3 separate regions of the Mus musculus genome follow, and regions 1 and 2 are each linked to region 3. The links are chromatin contacts, called in public HiChIP or PLAC-seq maps. All regions are on one chromosome and are shown on one strand. The core of a region is the stretch at or near the end of the contact, and the rest is flanking DNA. Distances in the headings are between cores, read along the strand shown. Region 1 overlaps Cdk19 (cyclin-dependent kinase 19). Region 2 holds the start of Cdk19 (cyclin-dependent kinase 19). Region 3 has its middle 18 kb from the start of Rnu3a.

Region 1 (2,700 bases), core at 101-2,600, 96 kb before region 3:
CAAACGGTGAACTCAGCTGACTGGCTGTGTCTTGAGCAAATGAACGTTACTCAACCTCGCATGAACCGCACATCCTCCATGTCAGGCACAATGCACAGACACTTACTTGATACCTAGTAGAACACAATTTCCAAAGGACAGAAAACAATTACTCTAAAAATTTAATAAAATTAAACAAGAAAACAGATACCCCAATTCTCATTCAGAATCTACCTACAAACTGACATTGTTATTAACTTTATGCTTTGCAGTATAACCTATATTGCTAAATATGTCAGCTGGGGCTAGGGAGATGGCTCAGTGGTTAAGAGCACTGACTGTTCTTCCAGAGGTCCTGAGTTCAATTCCCACATGGTGGCTCACAACCATCTGTAATGGGATCCGATGCCCTCTTCTGGTTGTCTGAAGACAGCTACAGTGTATACTCATAGACATTAAATAAAAATCTTTTTAAAAAAATTGTTAGCTGCTACAGATCTTTTTTTAATTAAAGAAAAAACTGTAAACCAAATGTGCTGACGCACAACTTTAATCTCAGCACTGAAGGGACCGAGGTACAAGCATCTGTGAGAATTCGAGTTCAACACAGTCCACAACAGAAAGTTCTGGACCAGCCAGGTTTACACAGTGAGACCTTGGTACCCTGCCTCCAAACAAAAATACAAAGTTACTAGAGCTGAGAAAGTTGTCTCACTAGGTAAAAGTGCTGTCACACAAATATGCAAAAATGAAGACCTGAGTTCAAATGCCCGTAAGTCTCATAAAAGCCTGACGTATTATGTGATTGTCTGTAATCCCTGTTCACCCACAGCCAGCTAGGAGACAAAGGCAGAGGATCTGCAGAAGCTCACAGGCCACTACACTGCTGATGCACTGGAAAAGAGACTCTCAAACGGGGTGCAAGGTGAGGACCAACACTCAAGGTACATGCTGACCCACATTCACACATAGGGATGTGCTACATGCATGTGCCTATGCACAATTGTTAAAAGAATTGTTCCAGTAATATGAAGAAAATTCATAAAAACTTGCATAAACTCATAAAAGTAATATTTATAAGATCTGGCACATAAATGGCAAAATGATCCCCTTTTTTTGGTCAAAGAAACATTGCCCAAGAAAGGTATATCAGATTTTCTGATCCTAATCTCATTATTTTCTTTAAAAGCAACTCATTAAAAAAACCTCTATAAAAATGTATTTTACAAGTATGTGGGATGTGTTTGTTTCTCTACTAAAACAAGCACAAACTTGAGAAGAGCATATTAACAAGTTGGGAAGAGCGGTAATTAGCATATTGGAGACTAACGTTTCTGGCACACGGAACCTAACACAAGAATGTCTATCCTCCAGTCATGAGTCATGGATTAGGCTGCCTCTCTATTTATTGTGAAGCAATCTTTCAGTAAAAGGAGCAGTAGGGAAGAATACAACATGAATAATGACTTGGACAAGTTCCCAGAAGAAACCACAGTGCAGCTAAGTCTGAGAAATGGCACAGTCATACTATACAATATACCAGTGTTCTCTTTTATGAGTTACTCCCAATCTTAATGTCAGAGCAAGTGAAAGTCACTCTCTAGCTCTCTATGGCTTTCTGATTTCTGTTACACTGGTCTGTGGGTGTGCACACAAGCAAGCACACAAAGGCCCACTGCAGAAGCCGTTTCTCTCCTGCCACTGCACGGGTCCCAGGGATTAGAACGCAACAGGCTTACTGGCACCAAATGTCGCATCCACTGAGCAGCTAGCTCAGCAGCTCCAACGTCTTTCTTTCTTTTTTTTTTCTTTTACAGGTTTTAGTAATAACGAATAAAAATGCATCATAAATGTGATCAAAGTGATGCATCTGTGATATCGTTTTAACTGCTGCGTGGTAACACAGAAAGCTGTCTCTTGATACATCCCACCCCAGCACACACAATGACACCAGAAGGCAACACCCTCTTCACTCTCAGCTGAGAAGTCTGCAACCTCCATCACGTGAGGACCACACACAAAGCCATCCTGGGACCTCCAAACACAACAGAGGCAAACAGCAGAGTTTATGTATATTTAAAGTTCCACTGCCCAAAACATAAAATGTCAAATGCCGATGTAAGTCTACATATCTGCCAAAGAAATCAGACTTTAGATCAGACAACAAGAAAATCAATAAAGTATCACAGGTCATCATATATTTTGCAACCAATTATGAAAAACAAAATTAAAACTCAAATGCTAACTGAGCTTGAGTGCTTGACTTTTACTACATACACTTCAAAAACAGGAAAACACGTATGCTCCTCGACTACTGGGAAACAGACCACAGAAGTGTGCACTCATATGAACTGAAACTAACAACTGTTTTCCAAGTCTGTAAGAGAACCAATACATGTATGTGGAAAATGGAAGATAGTAAACAGAAAAATAAACCTCACAAAATATGAAGCGTGAGTCCTATAGTTCAGGGCCCACTCTCTTAAGAACCAGAAATTATTGAACATAGATGGGGGAAACTATTTAAAATGCACCTGGAAGGGAACAGATGCAGAGAAAAAAGGGCGTGGGGCTAGACTGTAAAGCTAAAGCTATTCCAACAGCAAGATTGAATTCTGAGGTAATGCTGAAATGAGTAACGCACACTAGGCAGGCTGGTGGAAATGAATCTGTTCCAATACTGTAAAATGAAAATAACCATGAAACACACCTTTCAGAAAC
Region 2 (2,700 bases), core at 112-2,611, 73 kb before region 3:
GCAATCCAGGCTCAAGCCTGTCACTCCGTTTTCTGTTCTTGGTGGTCTAGGTTCTCAATAAACACTACCAAAGCTCACAGCCATTTGACAGAGGCTAAGAACTTGAAGAAATCAAGATTTCTTCCTGAAGAAAAGAGAAATGGACCAGGTTTGGTGGCATACGCCTTTAATGATAGTACCTGATTAGCAGAGGCAGGCGAATCTCTCCGTTCCAGGCCAAGCAGGGCGCACAGATACCCTATCTTAAAGGGGGTTGGGGGGAATTAGATAGCCAAGATATATCTTATACCTAAGATAGCCAAGAGGCAGGAAAGATAAGCAACCAGAGAACACTTAAATCTTGTAATATACAATTTATCTCTCTCCAGGGTCCACCTTCAGAGTGCTGAATTCAGAATATTAAAATGTGGGAATCGGGAGCAGGATCGGGAAGTCCCCAGGTAAACATCAGAGATGAAGTCTGGGTTGGCAAGGAAGTCAGACCCAAGGGGCCAGCCAGGACCCCAAGCGCTGCGCCACCAGACAGGAGGCGCCCCCGCGAGCTTTCAAACCGCCGCCCCGGGAAGGCGCTGCGCCGATTGGAAGTTCCACCACTACCGTCACCAGCACAGGGCCAAACCGGTAACTCTTCAGCCAAGCCCTCCGGAGGGTCCCCGGGGACCAGACCCCTAAACTCCACCTCCAGGCGCGGTCTCCACCCGCCGCCCGCTGTTAATCACGCAGCCGCGACTCCAGGCGGGACCGACGCCCCCGACGGGGCTGCGCCGTACGACTTCGAGGGGCGCGACCGGCCAGCGGGGGGCGGCAGCACCAGTGCCTCCGAGTTAGCCCCGGGACGTCGCTCTGCGACCCACGCCGCCTCGTCCCGGGAGCTCCGACCCACCCAGCCCTCCGGGGCTCCGCAGCGGAGGGGACGGGACGAGCCCACTCCCCGCTCGCGCTCTTACCCATCTTTCCGCCTCGCCTTGTAGACATGCCCGTAGGTGCCGCGTCCCACTTTGCACCCTTCGTACTCAAACAGATCCTCCACCCGCTCCCGCTCCGCCGCCAGCTTCGCCTTGAAATCATAATCCATTGTCTGCTTCCCCCATAGAGAAACCGGGACGCGGGGGCCGCCGCCACTCAGTCCCTCCTCCACCGCCGCCGCTCCACTTCTCCAACAGCCGTCGCTCGGGCGCGCGCGCGCCGCCCGCCGCTCCGCGGTCCGCCTTCAGCAAGGGACTCCTCGGCGGCCGCGGCAGCCACCTCCTCCGCCTCCTCCTCCTCCGCGGCGGCGGCGGCGGCTCCCGCAGGCATCTACAGTCCCGCCTCCTCCCTTCATTTCCTTGTTTTGGAACCTGGTGGGCCGCGCCGCGGCTTTCTCGAACTCATTAAGGAACCAAGCGTCCCGCCCCAAGGTCGCGAGCCATTCTGGGAAATGTAGTTCAAGAGGGCTCGTGAGTTGTGCTACCTCCTCGGGAGCGGGGAATACAGTTCCCAGAGTTCCTGGGGCCTTTTGGGCCACGCCTCCACAAGGCATGTACGCCTGCGCTCTGCCGCCGCCCCACCCCCTCAGCGCGCGACTGCTGTTCCTGTAAACTGTAGCGCAAAGTTGCAGCGGGATTTTTGCGAGCCCGTGGGAGCTGGCGGGAAGGACACCTTTGCTGAGCTAGGAAGTAGATACCCGGCCCTGACTGTCATTAGGCTAGAAAAGCGGGAAGCACCTCACGAGAGCCTTGCTCTAGAGCTCATTCCGGCGCATCCGGAGCTTAGGACTGGGGTTTAGACAGTTGTACTACACATTGTTTGTTTTCTTGGGCAATTGATCCTCTGGTTGCCCCGCCCCTTGCCTCGGCTTATTGGCAGAGACTGAAGAGTGACGTCCGCTTTGGTGCCTGGTTATCTCCGGCTTTGGCTGTTTTCCCGCTCTTGATTGGTAATTGGATGTGCTCGGTTCTTCCTGATAGGTTAATCTTCTTTCTTTACGATGCAAAAACCGTATTTCAAAACCTGAAGATTCAGCGGTTTCCCAGCTCTTGCTAGGGGAACCGTGTAACTTCTACGGCCCACAGCCAATCATCTTTTTCTTGGCGCTCTAGTCGGTTTTATCCTAACATATGCGGGTGCGGTAGCCTAGCTTTAGCCATCTGTCTGAGAACAATTAAAGCGCTTGGAAGATTGCAAAAATGCAGCGTTTTAAAAACAATCGTTTTTGCTGGGTAGTAAAGCGTGTTTTACAGTAATGGCGAGGCTCACCTAGGGGTTTAAGGTATTTATCTTGCTCATGACGTTGATTCGTTATGGTGTCTGAGGCTCAGAACCCATCACCTCAAAGTAGTACTGTAAGAACTTAGAAAGTGCCTTACTAAAAATGTGACCCACTGCATATTGATGGCTTTTAAACCGAAAAGAAATTGAGATCCATTCGACACGCGCGTTTCAGCTCTCTTCCACTACCTAAAATAAAAGGCAGCATTTTATAACAAGATTAAATTTAAAAGGGAAATTTGATAAGGTGTCTGTGTCAAAAAGGCAGCTAAGCTATCCATAGACAACATTATTGCTGGGGAGACCATCTAAACAAAGAATCGACTTGTTATTTCCTCTTTATTTCCTTCCCTCTCCTTCATTTATCTCCAATACCTACTAAAACTTCCAATTCTTGTTCCTCTCTGTATGTCATGAGCTTCAATCATCAGGCCTTTCGATTTCATTGTGTAG
Region 3 (2,700 bases), core at 157-2,656:
AAGGAAATAGAGTTATCTTGTTTTGGAGCCAAATGTGAGTGGAACACAGGTTTGGGTTAACCCAAAACCAAACAAAACTGTTTCTAGCTGTGGCGTGGCTCATCCTTGAACACACAGCTTTAATCCTCTAGCTGGAATGCAGACATACCTTTAATCTCAAACAAAAAAAGGTAAAATGAGTTCATAGAAGCATCCATGTTTGAAAATGATGTCCAATTGAGTGACAAAGTGACGATGAATCAGAACTCTGTGAGTTCAAGACCAGTCTGGTCTACAGAGCAAGTTCCAGGACAGACAAACCTGTCTTTAAAAACAACAAAACCAAAAAAAAATATTTTTTTATAGCCGGGTGTGGTGGCACACACCTTTAATCCCAGCACTCGGGAGGCAGAGGCAGGTGGATGTCTGAGTTCAAGGCCAGCCTGGTCTACAAAGTGAGTTCCAGTATAGCCAGGGCTATACAGAGAAACCCTGTCTTGAAAAAAACAACAACAAAACAAAACAATAAACAAACAAATCCCCACAACCCCAAAACAAAATAAATAAAAAACTTGTTTCTCTCTTTTGCTTTCTTCCTTCCCTTCATTTTTCCCCCAACACCCTCCATCCCTTACATTTTATTCTCTTCCAAATTCACTAGTTTTCAAGAACGCTAAAAAGATAAAGTACTCTACCAGAAGGCTTTCCTTGGAATGAGCTCAGAGAGGCTGCAGGCTCTCCTACCAAGATCAGAACCTGTTACCCCAAAGCAGTGTCCTTCTGGAAACAAACATTTGAATGAATGTAGTAATCAATGATCCGGAATCCTTACAAGCTAGTCCCTTTCCTGTTGATCGTGACCATCATCGACTATTAACTTAGTATCTTTGTTGTGAAGTACCAGGCTTACAAGGTGCAAGACACAGCAAGTGCATCTTCGCTGAGCTGAACTCAAAGATTAACAGGCAATATAGACCATTCCTCACTGTGCTGAGCCACCAGGGTGCTGCAGTTTAATAAAAGTCTATAAACAGCCCGCTAGTACTTCCTAGAGGGGGATGAACCTGTTACGTGGGTCATCTATTTAATTAGCATAAAGGAAACATGAATATTTTGTGTGGAATGTACTTGCTCCATATGTGATCATCTGATGATACTTATTATCTAGCTGCAAGACATTTTGTATAGTAAGATGGGATAGAGATTTGAACAAGGCTATATCCCTCCAGTAGTTTACACTCTCCAGAGTGGAGACTGGTCCTATCAGGACAAGTGCCTGAGGAAGGAGGGATGCTCAGAAGACCGGAACCCTGATAGGAACCGGGACTTCTTGACATCTGTACTGGGCTATCTTGAGAGCACAGTGAGCTCTTTTTACAGCAAGTGCTGGCAGACTGCTGTAATTGTGGGTGTCGCGGTGATGATGGAGTGCCTCATATTTCATTACCGAGTGAATGACACTGCAGTTCGGTCTCTGTCCTCTGCTCACTGTTGTTAGTTCTGTCTCAACCACAAGATCCTTTTGTTCCTAAAAAGGAACAGGGCTGCTGGCAATATGGGGCCTTGGTGTTACGCAGCCCAGTTCCCCTATTTTTTGAAGCAGGCAGAAGCAGCTGAAGAGCTTGCTTATAGTGTCAGGGTACAGCTCAGAGGTGGAGCTCTGGCCTAGCGCATATGGGGTGGGAAAAAGGTCCCAAGTATTTTTCTTTTTGCTTCTTTATTGAGAGCGATCCTTGTAGTCGTGCTTTATGCTCTGCTATATGTGTATAGACACATCTCTCACATCTCTAGTATTCTTCACAACCAATCCAGAATGTGACCTTGGGAGCAGAAAGTCAGCCCTGTTCTGTGGACTCTGCTGCCAATTCCAGCACTTCAAGGTTATGCTTACAGTGAACCTTTGTCATTTCTCAGGAGACTGTCAACCCTGTTAAATACAACAATCACAAGAACATTTAAATTACCTTTTCTTTTTCTTTTCTTTTCTCTCTCTTTCTTTCTTCTTTCTTTCTTCTTTCTTTCTTTCTTTCTTTCTTTCTTTCTTTCTTTCTTTCTTTCTTTCTTTCTCTCTTTCTTTCTTTTTTTTTTTTTTTGATTTTCATAACAGGCTTTCTCTGTATAGCCCTGGCTGTCCTGGAACTCACTCTGTAGTAAATTACTTTTTCTTAGTGTTTTACAGATGGATGGACACACACACACACACACACACACACACACACACACACACACACACACACTGACATAGGGTCTCACTTTTACTCAGAATAGCCTGAGACTCACTGTGTAGCCCAAATTGGTTTGTGATCTTCCTGCTTCAGCCTTACAGGGGCTACAGATAGATAAAGGATCTGTTAAAAGTTGTGTGTGTGTGTGTGTGTATGGTATATGTGCTGTGTGTGTTGTGTGTTTCTGTGTGTGTATGTGTTGTGTGTTTCTGTGTGTGTGTGGTATGTGTGCTTCTGTGTGTGTATGTGTTGTGTGTTTCTGTGTGTGTGTGGTATGTGTGCTGTGTGTGTGTTGTGTGTTTCTGTGTGTGTGTGGTATGTGTGCTGTGTGTGTGTTGTGTGTTTCTGTGTGTGTATGGTATATGTGCTGTGTGTGTGTTGGTGCTCATGCACCATAGAGTTCATGTGGTGGTCAGAAGTCAGCTGTCAGAAGTCATTTCTCTTCTACCTTGAAGGATTTGGGGATTGAACTTAGGCAGTTCTACTTACTGAGACA

What was found. HiChIP or PLAC-seq counts read pairs in DNA pulled down with a chosen protein or histone mark.
Region 1: a contact with region 3 is called in an H3K4me3 HiChIP or PLAC-seq map of bone marrow-derived macrophages, with 2.6 times the contacts expected there. The contact joins two enhancer-like sites. A contact is called at or near these places in 17 of 484 Hi-C or Micro-C datasets (B cells, CD4 T cells, the G1E-ER4 cell line and 13 more), 6 of 115 datasets of contacts at active chromatin or transcription factors (the NIH/3T3 cell line, bone marrow-derived macrophages, embryonic stem cells and 2 more) and 4 of 9 other capture datasets (adipose tissue, embryonic stem cells, liver and 1 more).
Region 2: a contact with region 3 is called in an H3K4me3 HiChIP or PLAC-seq map of bone marrow-derived macrophages, with 2.5 times the contacts expected there. The contact joins the promoter of Cdk19 here to the enhancer-like site in region 3. A contact is called at or near these places in 1 of 39 promoter capture datasets (macrophages), 1 of 15 datasets of contacts at CTCF or cohesin (the NIH/3T3 cell line), 65 of 484 Hi-C or Micro-C datasets (the 63-12 cell line, the AML12 cell line, B cells and 41 more), 16 of 115 datasets of contacts at active chromatin or transcription factors (the HPC-7 cell line, the NIH/3T3 cell line, bone marrow-derived dendritic cells and 10 more) and 5 of 9 other capture datasets (adipose tissue, bone marrow-derived macrophages, liver and 2 more).

Annotation. Positions count from the first base shown.
Region 1 is chr10:40,371,276-40,373,975 of GRCm38.p6, reverse strand. All of the region lies in intron 1 of Cdk19 (cyclin-dependent kinase 19), which reads right to left. Among named protein-coding and RNA genes, the nearest start is that of Cdk19, 23 kb to the right of the region's middle. Within about 2 kb of position 1,350, at least 256 of the 459 cell types and tissues checked have an H3K27ac peak or open chromatin away from gene starts, as enhancers often do. A contact at or near this core is called in the G1E-ER4 cell line, Th1 cells, bone marrow-derived macrophages and 1 more, where this site is marked.
Region 2 is chr10:40,347,969-40,350,668 of GRCm38.p6, reverse strand. It overlaps Cdk19 (cyclin-dependent kinase 19), which reads right to left and starts at 1,361. Exons shown (of 13, transcript NM_001168304.1): 1 at 948-1,361. The coding sequence starts at 1,075.
Region 3 is chr10:40,274,922-40,277,621 of GRCm38.p6, reverse strand. No RefSeq gene overlaps it. Among named protein-coding and RNA genes, the nearest start is that of Rnu3a, 18 kb to the right of the region's middle. Within about 2 kb of position 1,406, at least 93 of the 459 cell types and tissues checked have an H3K27ac peak or open chromatin away from gene starts, as enhancers often do. A contact at or near this core is called in ECoMG myeloid progenitors, the G1E-ER4 cell line, the HPC-7 cell line and 8 more, where this site is marked.